4 separate regions of the Mus musculus genome follow, and regions 1, 3 and 4 are each linked to region 2. The links are chromatin contacts, called in public HiChIP or PLAC-seq maps. All regions are on one chromosome and are shown on one strand. The core of a region is the stretch at or near the end of the contact, and the rest is flanking DNA. Distances in the headings are between cores, read along the strand shown. Region 1 has its middle 16 kb from the start of Gm34298. Region 2 has its middle 150 kb from the start of Alx1. Region 3 holds the start of Alx1 (ALX homeobox 1). Region 4 overlaps Lrriq1 (leucine-rich repeats and IQ motif containing 1).

What was found. HiChIP or PLAC-seq counts read pairs in DNA pulled down with a chosen protein or histone mark.
Region 1: a contact with region 2 is called in an H3K4me3 HiChIP or PLAC-seq map of craniofacial prominence, with 2.9 times the contacts expected there. The contact joins two enhancer-like sites. A contact is called at or near these places in 1 of 484 Hi-C or Micro-C datasets (cranial neural crest) and 3 of 115 datasets of contacts at active chromatin or transcription factors (craniofacial prominence, embryonic forebrain and stem cell-derived neural progenitor cells).
Region 3: a contact with region 2 is called in an H3K4me3 HiChIP or PLAC-seq map of craniofacial prominence, with 4 times the contacts expected there. The contact joins the promoter of Alx1 here to the enhancer-like site in region 2. A contact is called at or near these places in 3 of 39 promoter capture datasets (cranial neural crest, frontonasal cranial neural crest and maxillary cranial neural crest), 3 of 484 Hi-C or Micro-C datasets (LSK cells, cranial neural crest and palatal mesenchyme), 3 of 115 datasets of contacts at active chromatin or transcription factors (craniofacial prominence, embryonic forebrain and stem cell-derived neural progenitor cells) and 2 of 9 other capture datasets (adipose tissue and pancreatic islet).
Region 4: a contact with region 2 is called in an H3K4me3 HiChIP or PLAC-seq map of craniofacial prominence, with 4 times the contacts expected there. The contact joins two enhancer-like sites. A contact is called at or near these places in 5 of 39 promoter capture datasets (the 3T3-L1 cell line, cranial neural crest, frontonasal cranial neural crest and 2 more), 5 of 484 Hi-C or Micro-C datasets (cranial neural crest and embryonic stem cells) and 2 of 115 datasets of contacts at active chromatin or transcription factors (craniofacial prominence and embryonic limb bud).

The regions. Positions count from the first base shown.
Region 1 is chr10:103,043,661-103,046,899 of GRCm38.p6, reverse strand. It overlaps a transcript of Lrriq1 not described here. Among named protein-coding and RNA genes, the nearest start is that of Gm34298, 16 kb to the right of the region's middle. Within about 2 kb of position 1,704, at least 2 of the 459 cell types and tissues checked have an H3K27ac peak or open chromatin away from gene starts, as enhancers often do. A contact at or near this core is called in craniofacial prominence, where this site is marked.
Region 2 is chr10:102,876,979-102,880,058 of GRCm38.p6, reverse strand. No RefSeq gene overlaps it. Among named protein-coding and RNA genes, the nearest start is that of Alx1, 150 kb to the left of the region's middle. Within about 2 kb of position 1,743, at least 19 of the 459 cell types and tissues checked have an H3K27ac peak or open chromatin away from gene starts, as enhancers often do. A contact at or near this core is called in craniofacial prominence and pancreatic islet, where this site is marked.
Region 3 is chr10:103,027,266-103,030,530 of GRCm38.p6, reverse strand. It overlaps Alx1 (ALX homeobox 1), which reads left to right and starts at 1,754. Exons shown (of 4, transcript NM_172553.4): 1 at 1,754-2,150. The coding sequence starts at 1,925. Gm34298 reads right to left here and starts at 1,546. Exons shown (of 4, transcript XM_006514426.1): 1 at 1,475-1,546; 2 at 1,193-1,330; 3 at 668-797; 4 at 1-422. The coding sequence starts at 1,546.
Region 4 is chr10:103,113,245-103,116,725 of GRCm38.p6, reverse strand. The region is part of intron 23 of Lrriq1 (leucine-rich repeats and IQ motif containing 1); the gene reads left to right. Among named protein-coding and RNA genes, the nearest start is that of Gm25376, 6.3 kb to the left of the region's middle. Within about 2 kb of position 1,910, at least 9 of the 459 cell types and tissues checked have an H3K27ac peak or open chromatin away from gene starts, as enhancers often do. A contact at or near this core is called in craniofacial prominence, where this site is marked.

The DNA.
Region 1 (3,239 bases), core at 455-2,954, 170 kb before region 2:
AGATAAAGGAGTCTTAACCCCACCCACACCCACACTGCTGACAACATTTTATAGCACCTGGGCACAAAATAGCCTGACAGTTTGCTGTCACTGCAATACGGCTGCAAAGACACTCCCACACCAACCTGCAATGCCTGTGTATCCTCATTCATACATACAACAGCACTGGGGTGTGTCTGTGTGTCTCCGTGTGTGTTTTGCTAGATTGAATTCTGTCGATGCTCTCCATTTCTATGTTTAATGCACTGTAGATTCTCTCACAAAATCTTTATATTAAGAAATAATCCAATGATTCAACTTTTTAGGACAATTTTAATATATGCTTTACTTTATAAAATACACACCACCGAATAGTAGCCTTTGAAACATAGAAATGTATAGATTGATTATAATTTCCCACCATGGCATAGTCTTGTCGTATTGAACCCACAACCAGGAAAATAGAACAATCTAAATAGAAAGAAGGAAACAAACACATCTGTTCTATCTCATGGAATTTCTTTTTATTTAACCTAAATGTAATTCACGCCAACCTTTTTATCCTATCACTTTGGAAACTTAACAAAGGTTTTTTTTTTTTTTTTTTTTTTTTTTAACTTTTTAAAAATAAACTCGGAGAATATAAGAACTTCAAGTACCTGTTGTTGGTTTAGGACGACCTCTTACTCTAGATTATAAGTCTACTGGATCATGATAAGTGAAAGCATATTTAATATCACTGTTTAGGTTGCTCAAGCAAGGGAATCATTGCACCAGCGATAACACATACAAGACCTTCTATTAAAGAGCGCATATCATTCCGTGACAATCCTGTTCGACTCAGTGGCAGCTGGGGAAGTGGCAAAAAGAAAGCGAAATTCTCTACCTAATACTTCCATCTCCAGCACTGCAAACACAAGCCCATGATTTAGTTAACTCTGTGGATATCTGGGCCTGTTATCAGTTGGGAACAAGGTTTTGGAACATTTCGCTTTTGGTTTCATTATGATAATTTATTATGTTGTCGTCCAGCATTTGCAGTTCCTCTTGCATTCTTGTGAAATGGCCTAATCCCAAAATAATTTTTAAGACACCTCAGGGAAATGTGTATGTACACTTTCTCCTTTCATTTATATTTTATGACACATATATTCAAAATTATTCTTTTAGCTATTTTAATATAATATGTGAATGGATGTTGATATTGCTTAGAGAAATGTTAGTGGATAATTACTGCATTAATAAGTTTGAATCTACAAAAATTCTTAGTATCTTAGAATTTATTATGGTCAAAAAGTATATGTACCATTTAAGTTAAAGTGAAAGATGAATTTAAACATTTATCAACCTAATAATTTGAACGTATATCTGTAATATTTTACTCAATTGTGTTTTATCCTTGCTTATAAGAGGTAAATGTGTATTCCAATTCTTTAGAACAGTTCAACTCACTCACACATGCCCAATCACTTTAAATTTTGTTAAAGCACCTTTAAATTGCCATTTGAAATTTGTTTTCACACCTGAAAACGATCATTTGCAAATATTAGTATATTTTCTTTAATTTCAGACAACTTTTAGCAAGGTCTTACTAGTGTGAGGGTAAGTCTCCCCTGTTATCTCAGCAAATACAGTAAGCAGAATGTTGCACTGGGCTCTGGGCTTAGAGGTGCTTTTACTCTGCATCTGGAATGCCTTTCAGGAAGTTAAACCAGGGTGCTCCAGGGAGGCTTGGTAGTTTCTCTGTGTAATAGGATCCAGTGAACTTCAGGTTTCTCCTTTGTTTCTCCTGCTCTCCAGTGAAATTCTTTACCCAGAGATGACTAAACAGATTTCAACATAATTTGTTTACTTTTTTTTTTTTTAAACGTAATCCCCCATGTACTTTTTGGTCTCCTGTTGCATTTCAAACCTGTAAATCTCTTTTAACCTGATTGAGATAGAAATGTTAATGAGCCTTGAGCTGTCAATCTATAAAGAAAACATTGATTCATATGTTTCAACCTAGAAATTGAGCTCTACATGTATTTATTTTGTGAACAGTTGGGCCATCCCTTTGCTAACAACATCCACAAATCAGCATAAAGTAATGATGGAAAATATTTTATCTCAGCTTATTTTCAACTCTGAAGGAGAAAAACCACATAAAAACTGACATTGATAGGGTTTTATGGTTCATGAACCTCCCCAATGAAGTGGAAAGGCTAGTATGAGAAATGAGATATTTATTATTAAACTGTTTTCATATGTAAAATAAACCTCATAGTTTTTTCTTCTGTAACTTTTGTGATTTTTTTCATAATAACTGTGAAGATCATTGGTATTGATGCTCTTGAATTTGTAGACAATGATTAATAAATGTCAATAAAACTGTTTCTGAATTATGGTGTTTAAATCAGAAGTTCTTTTTAATGTGGTTTGTTGTACCTACCCTAAAGTGATCAGCCAAGGAAACCTGTCATTTTGTCATACTGGTAGTATGTTTGTGTTCATGAAACTGATATTTTTGAAATTTAATAAAACATTAAGTGGTTGAACAAAGAATTGTTCCCTTCTGTTTTCTTTAGGAGACACTCCTAAAAGTTTGTCTATCAATCTACCTACCTACCTACCTACCTACCTACCTATCTATCTATCTATCTATCTATCTATCTATCTATCTATCTATCTATCTATTGTGGGTGTGTTCTTGTTTCTTCTGTTTCTGTCTCTGTCTCTTGTGGAGAAGAAGAAAGGGGAAGGAGGGAGGGAGAGGGAGGGAGAGAAAGAGGGAGGGAGGGAGGGAGGGAGGGAAGGAGGGAGGGAGGGAGGGAGGGAGGGAGGGAGGGAGGGAGGGAGGGAGGGAGGGAGGGAGAGAGAGACTAGGTAGTGGACACCAGGGGACCACTCTCAGGAGTCAGTTCTCTCCTGCCACCTTGTGGGATCCAGGATGGAACTTACCTTGTCAGCACTGAGCCCAAGTGTCTTTACAGGCCCAGCCATCTTGCTAGCCATTGAGGCATTTTAAACAAATAATTGCCTTTAGAATTCAAGAAGATAAATACATCAGCCTGTCTTATCAGGTATCTGACAATGAATTTTATACTTACAGTAGCAGACCTAGTCATTGGTACTATTCAAGTGTCCAACTGACTCTCTTTATGGGAAGCTGTCTTATTTTTAACACCTGAATTAGAGTCTTCTCTTCCTTTCTATATCCTCTTGCTGGTGCAGAGGACTAACCAGGTTTTTTTCGTTTTATGTTTTTGTTTTGTTGTTGT
Region 2 (3,080 bases), core at 494-2,993:
GATTTCGTTTGCAGACTGATAACGTCTGGGGTTCAAGAGGATGATAATAGCATTGTATTTTAACAGCCTGCCTGGCATCTGAGACCTCCAGCCTTCTTAGGCAGTTGTGTCTTATGATCTCAAGTTAAAAGATGTTAATTCTTCCTTTCTTTGAATGATGGCCAGCATGAGTGATATGAAAATTATTTAAACCTATAAAATCTGTAGCGCGAATAAGCCACATAGTCGAATGCAAGGAAATACAGAGAGACATGGGAAAAAAATATGCAGGGACACCAGGACTAACATCCATCTTCACAAGTCAGGAAATTAAAATTTATGTCTGGAACTCTGGTACCCTTGAGGTTGAGGTTGTTGGGTGGGGACCGTGTTAGACACGATCCTTAGACTATAATCATTTTAGTCTGGTTAAGGCATTGCCCTAATATTATAAGACAAGTTAAATATATGATAAATATTCGTCCTCCTTTCAAATACAAGTTGAAATAAATCCACCCAAATACCACTTGGTATTATAGCTTTCTCTATAAATCAATCCATTCACTTAAAAAAAAAAACAAAAACAAAAACACAAAACAAAACAAAACAAAAAAGAAAACTGCTGCATGTCTTTTCCAGAGCCTTAAAAATAAATGTTAAATGTTTTTGCAAGTTTAATCATCAGTTTCCATGGCCAAAGCGCAGGTTTCCCCCAATATTAAATTCACTGGATCATTTTTACTACTCTTTGTCTTTCTCCTTCCCATTCCTTCTTCTCTTCTTCCTTCTTCTGATCTTTCGGTTTCTTTTTAAAATGTTAAGCCAGGAAAGTTGAGAGCTGAGGGCCCAGCAGCTCCTCTAAGCAGTGGATACATGTATCAGGTAAAAAAAGAAGTAAAGCTTTCTTCAGCTGAGTCTCTTCGAGTTCAAATAAATTTTAAAAAAAGTCCCTAATGAATTGAGTACCGAGAACTTTTCTTAGTGCCTCGGAGTCCTTTTTAAGCCTGGTAATAGGTACTGTGAGCGGGGAGACCAGACCACAGAAACCTCAACCTGCCTGGGTTGTGCTTGGAGCGCTGCAGCAACATTGACCGGAGCAAGCGGAGCTTAAGATCATTTGCTCAAACATATTTTCTAAACAACACGTGTGTCAATTCGAAGGACAGGTCTGGAACATGCGGTCTTGACCTGATTTTACAGCATCGGGACGCTGTATGGCATTATAATCATCGAATGTTTAGCTGTGCCCTTATAGGCACAAGTTTGTGCACAAACATTATATCTCATGATTCTTCCAAAACACTTGGAAAAAATAGTGTAGTTTTTTGTTTGTTTGTTTGTTTGTTTTTTAATAATCTTTTATTGTGGTCCTCTGCTTGCTCTACCTCAACTAAAATGATATTCGGTGCTATTAAGACTATTTATTTAATGAGAATGTTTCCGTTTGGCATGTACCATAACGAGTACGGATTTTTTTTTTTTTTTTTTTTTGTTGCTGCTGTTGCTGCTCATTAAGTGTTTCTGACAAAGAGCTAAAGTATTGGGAATCAGAAGCTGAACTGGAGACAGTTCACATCACTTTAGCTGCAGTCTTGTTGTCTTAACTGGGGAGTAAAATATTAGCCCTGCCTAACCTACCTTTTCCATTAGGTGTAAAAAACACTCTCTACAAGTGGAGAATATGAAAGCCAGCTCTCGACTGATTGCTTGCATGTTATTCCTATGCACGCCCATTGTCATAAGCTGGCGCTGGGCGAGCCCCTGATTCTAACCATATGCTGTAGGCAGAAAAGCTTGGAGGAGTTTCCTCTAGGGTGCCAGCACCAAGTCCTGCTGGATCCCCAGGCTCCGGGAGAAAATGAAAACTGCAAGTTCTCCCGTGATGAGATTTCATCCAGATGGTCCGTGAGTTTATATATTAAATAATGAATTCTGGACGTTTAAGTAGTGTCTTTAAATTGTAAAGTCCATATAAATTTGTCCACTGGAGGGCGCACGAAGGCCATAATACTGAAGCCAACTCTCAGGCCGGAAACTGAAAATCTAATTTAAAATATATCACTTGAGTGGATTAATTCATAACTACTGTAATTCTAATAAGATTACTAATTTATAGTGTCAAACGACATTCAGACCTCTGCTCTGGCTTTCTCTTAAGCAGCCTGCTGAGCTGTTGAAAAATAATTCAACATTCGGGAACGTAAAGAAACTTAAGGTACACAGCTAATAATCTGGAATTCAAAAAAATAAAGACTAAAATTATTTTTTTGAATGTGTGTATTGACTCCAATTGTCAGGACAATTTCTGTGCAACAAAGCAGAATAGGTATATTACGTCAGCCAATTACCTACAACACAGCATGACTCACTCTATGAACTTCAATTTAAAAAAAGAAAGATGAATCTCTGTTGGAAGGCATTGAGACTAAATACGCATTACTTTGTGTCTAACGAATAAACATCATTAATGTGATCTACAAGGCAATGCCTTTGTGAAGTTTTATTTACCCTAAGAAAGTGCCTGTGCGTGTATGCTCAAACAATTCATAGAATACTCATAGAATACTCATCAATGAATTTGAGGCTTATATTCACTTTATTTTATTGGAGATCTTTCAAAGGGAATCTCAGTATGGAATGTTAGTTCACATCAGTATTGCCTTTTCTTGCTCTGTTTGATTTTTGAGACAGGATATGTTTTCGGGGGAGATGTGGCTGCTCTGGAACTCACTCTGTAGACCAGACTAGCCTTGAACTCAGAAATCTGCCTGCCGCTGCCTCCCAAGTGCTAGGATTAAATGACTGAGCCTTGTAAGCCTAAACTCATCATTGTCTTTTGGAGGTCTGGCTTTCTTACATTGGGGAACTCTGATTTGGAGAAACCTGCTGTTCTTTACTTTGTCTAATGAACCGTGCTGATCACCCAGGAGACAGAGCACTGTGAGGTCTTTCTCTATTGGTTTAACAATTTCATTACATTTCTGTAATGGAGTCCTGTGATTGTTTTACTCTCTCTCTTGCTCTACAAATGGAGGCTGGAACTGTACAGCGCTTTCAGGTAGAAAAGACCTCCTTAAGACAGAAAGGGGGCTTTCAGGTAG
Region 3 (3,265 bases), core at 505-3,004, 150 kb before region 2:
CGTTAAAAGGCAAAACGGTGTCAATTGGTGGTAGCTCAGCAAAGGGTCCGTTCTTGGGGAGGAAATGTGGTGAACCGGGTGAACATGGCTGCTGCTCCTGACACTTTTTCTCAGGTCCTGTCGGATGGAATCTTCATTTTTCACTGGCAGCCCCGCCTTTGGGGCAGTGCTAAGCAACAGTTGTGCAGAACATTGTGCCTGGGATCTTTGCTCGCAAGCTGTGTCCAGGTCGGGCGTCAATGAGGGTCCCACCTGTGGATCGAGGACGAAGAAGAATGTGGAAATTTCCGAACCTTGGCGGACAGACACCCGACTGAAAAGGGCTAGGCCACCCGCAGCGGCGAGGTTACCCGAAGTGACTAAGGCTCTGCTGTAATTGCCAACGTAACCCGGAGAAAAGGGGCAGCCGCTGTGGAAGGCCTCTGTGGTGAGAGAGGAAGGTTATGTCAGGATCGGTGGGCAGAGACCTCCCTTGTCCATAATTTGTAGGGGAGTTTCACCAAATTTGCAAGCTTGGCTGATCTATTGCAAATGGCTTCTTGAGTGTGCCCAAGGCAAGGAACTCTTTTTTTTCCCTCCCCCGCCTCAGACGCCTCGGGCTCCTCAGAAGCTGAAGTGGGGCACAAGGCCAAGCAGAATGGTTTTCATCTCCAAAGCGCCGTTTTACCTTCGCTAGCATCCCGGTCAGCTGGACCAAGGAAGGGTTTTGGGTCCGCAACTGTGAGTCCAACCCCAGTCCGCGGAGCCACTAGCTTCTGCAACACTCTTTTCGAAGGCACCGCCCCAACTCTTGAAACCTGTATATAGTACAACTTTTGTTAAAACACTCTGACCGCATTCATCTCCCAACGCTGTTTTGCGTGATGAGTTCCTCTGACCTCCACTAAGAAAGGGGTTTCAGGGCCACTTGTCTCTATGAATTTTCAATAATAGTAATAATAATAACAACAACAACAACAATACATTTTGTCCTAATGATTCGTGTGGACCAAGAATGAGGTGGTTATTGTTTGGTATTGGTAAAATCAAATATTCAAAGACTCTCCCTCAACCTTCCATTCCGTTAGATGCCACTGCATCCTTACTCCGGTGCATCCGACAGCAAACGAGAAGGCCAGGGCCTTGTAAGGGAGAGCGCTGCGGCCGCCACGACGCCAGCCTTTTAGGTTAGAGGCAACCTCGGCCCCTTTACCTCCAGCAAGCCGGTTAACAGCCGCCGCTGTATCCGGCGTCTTGGGCTCAGATTAATGTGGATCTTCCATGTAAACGATTTACGGATGAAATAAAAGCTCTTTAGAGCAATACTTCCTTTCAAGTTCTTAAGATGCCTCTAAATCTTCTGGGAGTGAGTGGCTGGGGTGGGGGCGGGGTGTACAGCGGGTGTTGGGGGAGTGGGGGTGGGGGGTAGCGGGGGTGGGGGAGATGGCCCGGCAAGGCCTCTGGGAGTGGAGCGTTAACCGCTCTGCGTTCTCACCAGGCTCCTCGGCAATGCCAGTCCCACTGTCGAGGCGACTACGATTCTGGGTGTCCTTGTCTCTCCTGGCATTTGTCTGAAATGGAACTGTCTGTCTGAACTAGGCCGGGGACGCGCCCTACCCTGGGTAAGGAGGGAAGATGGGGGTGGGGTGGGGGAGGAGGGGGCCTGGGGTGGAGTTAGTCCTTGCCTATTTTCATATTCATTAGGACTGGGAGGTTGCCGGAGGAGCCCAGCTGAGTTTCAAGATATAAAAGCAACTTCGGGTGCCCCTTCTGCAGCCGGGACGTATTAAGAGTCTGGGAGCTGGGCAGCTCCTGGCGTCGCAGGTCTCGCTTCCCCTTTCCCTCCTCTCTGACCCTCCCTACTCCCGCCCACTGCTCCCTCCTCCCTCCGCGCCCTCCAGCCTCCGCACGCCCCGGAGAGCTCGCGGACAGCCTTTCCAGGATTATGGAGTTTCTGAGCGAGAAGTTTGCCCTGAAGAGCCCGCCAAGTAAAAACAGTGACTTTTACATGGGCACAGGAGGCGCGTTGGAGCACGTTATGGAGACGCTGGACAATGAGTCCTTTTACGGCAAAGCGACGGCTGGCAAATGCGTGCAGGCCTTCGGGCCGCTGCCGCGAGCGGAGCATCACGTGCGCCTGGACAGGACTTCGCCCTGTCAGGACAGCAGCGGTAAGTCACCAGCACCCCGGCTGACCTCCAGCCCCCAACCCCATCCTAATCCCTACTCCCTAGCGGCCTGACCAGGGCTCCAAACTGAGCCCCAGTCTCAGCCATCCTTCCCCGAAGTGAGGTACGGTGCGGGTCGAAGTAAAGAAATGTGGCAAGAGGAATCCAGATTGCTGGGGACCGGGCGCCGCGCACTCTGGGACTCCCGCAACCGGCCGGGGTCCAGAGCTAAATCCTGCCGGATTCTATTTCACTTTCGGATAGAGTTCACAACTGGACAAGAAGGATCTGACCAGGATCACAGTGTAGGTTAACAGGACTCCAAATAAGTCATAATTGAGTTAAAATACCGCACCACCGCTGTGAACCCTCCAGGATGCCGGGGCTCGGGGATGTGAAATCCATCACTAGATGTCATAGTGGTCAGGAAAACCAAAATCTTTGAGCTCTTTTATGTGTGCATGAGTGGGAAGCTACGAAACCGTTTTTAATGTCCTAGGAGTGACGACATTTTTATTGTATTTCTCTGTTGCTATATATATATTAGCTTGTGTGAACTTAAGTTTCTGCCGATTTTCTTTACTTCTTTATTGCGTTTGTGATGAGCAAACATACATTTTGGTAAAAAACCTAATCATTTTAGCTTTTGGGCAAAGCATTCCGGATAAAAACCACTCACTTGGGGATTCTGCATTGTCTGTTTTTCTTCTTCCACATAAAATGTCACCTAAGGAGCCTTTCGGAGTGTTTCTGGACAGAATCTTCAACTCTGAATGCCAGACTATCTCCAAGTCAAAATGTTATCAAAACAAACCATCTATCTTTTTCTATCTTGTAGCCCAGTGCAATCCCTATCATTTCACATCCCGACAGTTAAAACAGGTTTATGATTCTAAGAGGACTTTTCCTTATCATGGTGTATACGCCGCCCTTAAATGGCAAGGAAAGAAGCGGGGCGCTTTAAAACAACAAACGAATTAAGTGTGAAATATTTACAACAAGCCACCGCCCCCTATTTTAATGGAGGTTCAAAAATCTGGCAAGACCTTTTCACTTTCGGGAGCTGATTCGCACAACACTCTATACAGATTTTAAACGAATCTCACATTCTACTCGTT
Region 4 (3,481 bases), core at 661-3,160, 240 kb before region 2:
TGGCAAGTGTGTAAATTGCTGAATCCAGTCAGTGATCCGTTCTTCTTAAATTTTTACCTGGATTAATTTAATAAGGTGCCTTAATCCAGATTTTTCAAGGTGATGTCAATCAGTCAATCAGCCACACCTCTGGCATTAACCTGCCGCCCCAGTCTATATGCTGTCCCTGGCTATTTCTTCTCCTTGCCCTATACAAGGTCCTGAACTTAGGTAGCCCACTGAAGCATGAACTAAAGAACAACTTGATATCTCTAAACATTCCAGCAATAAATCTAATTACAAAAATTAACTTAGGTTTTATCCTTCACCTAGCGATTAAATTTGTTGATTCAGATATTGATATATGTTTTATAAAGACAAAATTTGCATTGCCATTTTATTCAAGCGCAGAGAAAACTTAACACTTCTAGAATTCCTCAGTACATAGAGTGAATTAATTTTCTTTTATTCTTATGATTTTAGAATTTTAAAACATCTTAAAGATATTTATTAGTATGAGAAATAATCACTGAGAATTGCCTAAGAATATCTGCTGTGTTTCTTATAACTGTGACTATAAGCTTTGTATGAGAATATTTCTCTTTAATGGAAAAGATTATGTGAAATACTCTTTGGATATATATTAAATGGATTTCTATGATAAGTTTTTAAACTTAATTTTAAGAAATTTAAAAAACAAAGCTATATTTAATATTTGGATAGAATTTTTATCATAAGCCAAATGCTAAATCCAAGTTTCAAGAAACTTTAAACAATATGAATAAATAAACGTCAAGCTTATATCCAAATGGAGTTTTATTTGTGGTGGTGTGCAAAATTGAATTCCCCAGCTCAGATTGTGCCATTCTTCCTCAGTCTTCACAGATACGCATTTGCTCATATTACTATCTGACAAAATACATTTATTTCTTAGTATGTAATGTTAAATTAGAATTTACACATTTTCCTATGATACAGTTCTTCAAGTATAAGAATAGTTCTTATAATGTTATAAATACAATATTAGTTGCTGTTTGCTGACAGTTAATATATTTGAAATACTTTAATGTATAAAATACTTTAAAAATATTTATGACTATTTTAGTAAGAATCACTGGTCCTAATACATCCTCAAAAGGCTGTATTGACCTCATCTTTTGTAATGCTTCTTTTTAAAAAAAGAAACTTGTTTTAAAAAGCAATAGCCATGTTTTAAAAATTCGTGTAATCATCTTGAAATTTAAAAGCCCCCACACCAAGCATGGCATCAAGCACCTGACTTACTCATCTCACTGATAAGAAGAAAACTCGGAGACCAAAAACAATGACTGGCTTGGCTGGTATAGCACATGGAGAATAGACTCTTTATAGGTTTTCATTGACTATTAACTGAAATTGTGTGTGCCAAGATTTAGGTTAGTTGAAACCCCCTACAAACTGAGCTTACGGAAAGAGAAACTGATCCTTCTGACATTGTGTCTTTTAGGACATCACAAGAATGCGTCCCCTCCTCCTTTAACAAGTAAGATCAGTATCTTGAGATGCAGTGAAATGTTTCTTTTCTTTCTTTCTTTTTTTAAATCTATAGTACAGGAGAAAAATCTTTCTTAAAATTCAAAATCCTATAGCTAATGTGAGCAAACACAATCAAGCCCCGCACACTGAAATATTTTCTCATTTTTAAGGGAATTAATGGCTCCCCACCAGCCCTTTAACATGTAAAACGAGTAAGTTACTTGTGTCCAGTACATCCAAAAAAGAGCCAGGATAAAATAAACATAAGGGGTTGGATATCTTGGAAAAAATCTGTCATGGGTTTGGGTTAATCATCTCCAGAAGAAATTCAACTTGATGCCTGAAACGTAAGACTTCTTGGAGAAAGCAGAAAGGCCCGAGGCAGTGTTGATCTGAGAGTGCTCTCCATGGGTCAGATCTGCTCTGCTGGTAGAGTGCAAACCCAGTTCACAACCACGGCCTCTGAAAAGCTGTAAAAGACTTCAGGGGCCTTCGAGTGCACACACTTCAGCTACGGTTACAGACTTTTAGTGGCCTGGTTTCTTATTATAAAATAAAACTTAAAAATAAAATCTGTACTTAATTTTCCAACCTTCTGTCTGTCAGTGGTAGGGCTTCTGGCCTCCACTTTTGTGGAGCAAAGCATCGCGGCTGATTTTTAATTTCAGGCAGGTTAGGTAGATGGATTTGTGGATACGTCACACCTTTGTTTCATGTGGTCTTCAGGTTCGTAAGTCCTGCCCCGTAGGCGTGTCGATGTTTAGAAATGAGTGGGTTCCGTCAACACTTTGGGTTGGTTGCCTTCCTTCCCTGCCTGTATAGGTTTAAAATACTTTTTAAAGCGATGAGATTTCATTGTATCAAAACCCCGAGACATTTGGTTACTGGTTCAAAAAAATGATTTTTATTTATCAATAGTGATTCGAACTTAAGGGAAATTGACTAGTACGGAGTAATTCTTTTTAAATATTTATTTTCCATCCCCCTCAACTTCATCCCATCTCCCCTTTTTCAAAATTTCCTTGAAATAGTATCAAGCGGATATAAAAACAGAAGAGAAGTTACCATGTGCATGCCGTTAGCCATACATGCGCAGGAAAAATCATCCTGCCTGATTATACTGTACTTTTCACTCCGCACAGAGTTTGAAAACCACTGAGAAGAAATACAGCATAAAGAGATAATTTTATTTCCTTTTGTATTTTTGCACCGCCATTTTATTGCTCAAGTCTACCAAAAAGAGTCCAACTTAGTATTGTTAATTAAACTATCCCTGCCAGTTCCAGAGGCCGTTTGTTCTGTACACCTATGAGGCTTTTGCTGACAGTCTTATGTTCTGCTAATACTACATTTTTCTTAATTTTGCAGTAATTGTAGAGGTGTAGGCTGCCTAGATCTAGGAAAGAATTTCCAACCTTTTCCGTGGAGAAGTCAATCACTTGAATGAATAGGGTCCACTGAGGACTATTTGAAATGCTGAAGCATTTCAAATCCTTTTTCATTTGACCACTGGGTGACCTGATAACTATTTCCTGTCCCTCCATAAGGTTGTGACCCAGGTCTAAGAGTGCGAAACCCAGATAATTTTAGAAACAAATCAAACACCATAGAATTAGAGAAGGGTGTTTCACCAAATTCTTTCTTTCAAAAAAACAAAGAAATTATTTCTTAAATACAAGGGTATAAAAATAATGTGAGCTACCTCTAAGTGTGTATTGTATTTAAAATTGTTGGGGCACTGGTCCTCTTGTTCCTGAGGATTTAAAAATCAACAGGTATTTCTAAAATATGAATTTAAGTCAAATTTCTCATTACCCTTCTATTAAAGTAATTCAGAGTATAAAATTTAAAATGCCCTCTACATGACAATAGTGCTATTATAATTACTCATCATTATACTCACAAATAAGTTATATTAAAATAAGCTAATTTTATATAGATATACACACATGTATGTGTGTAGTCTTATTTCTCTGATAGCATTAGT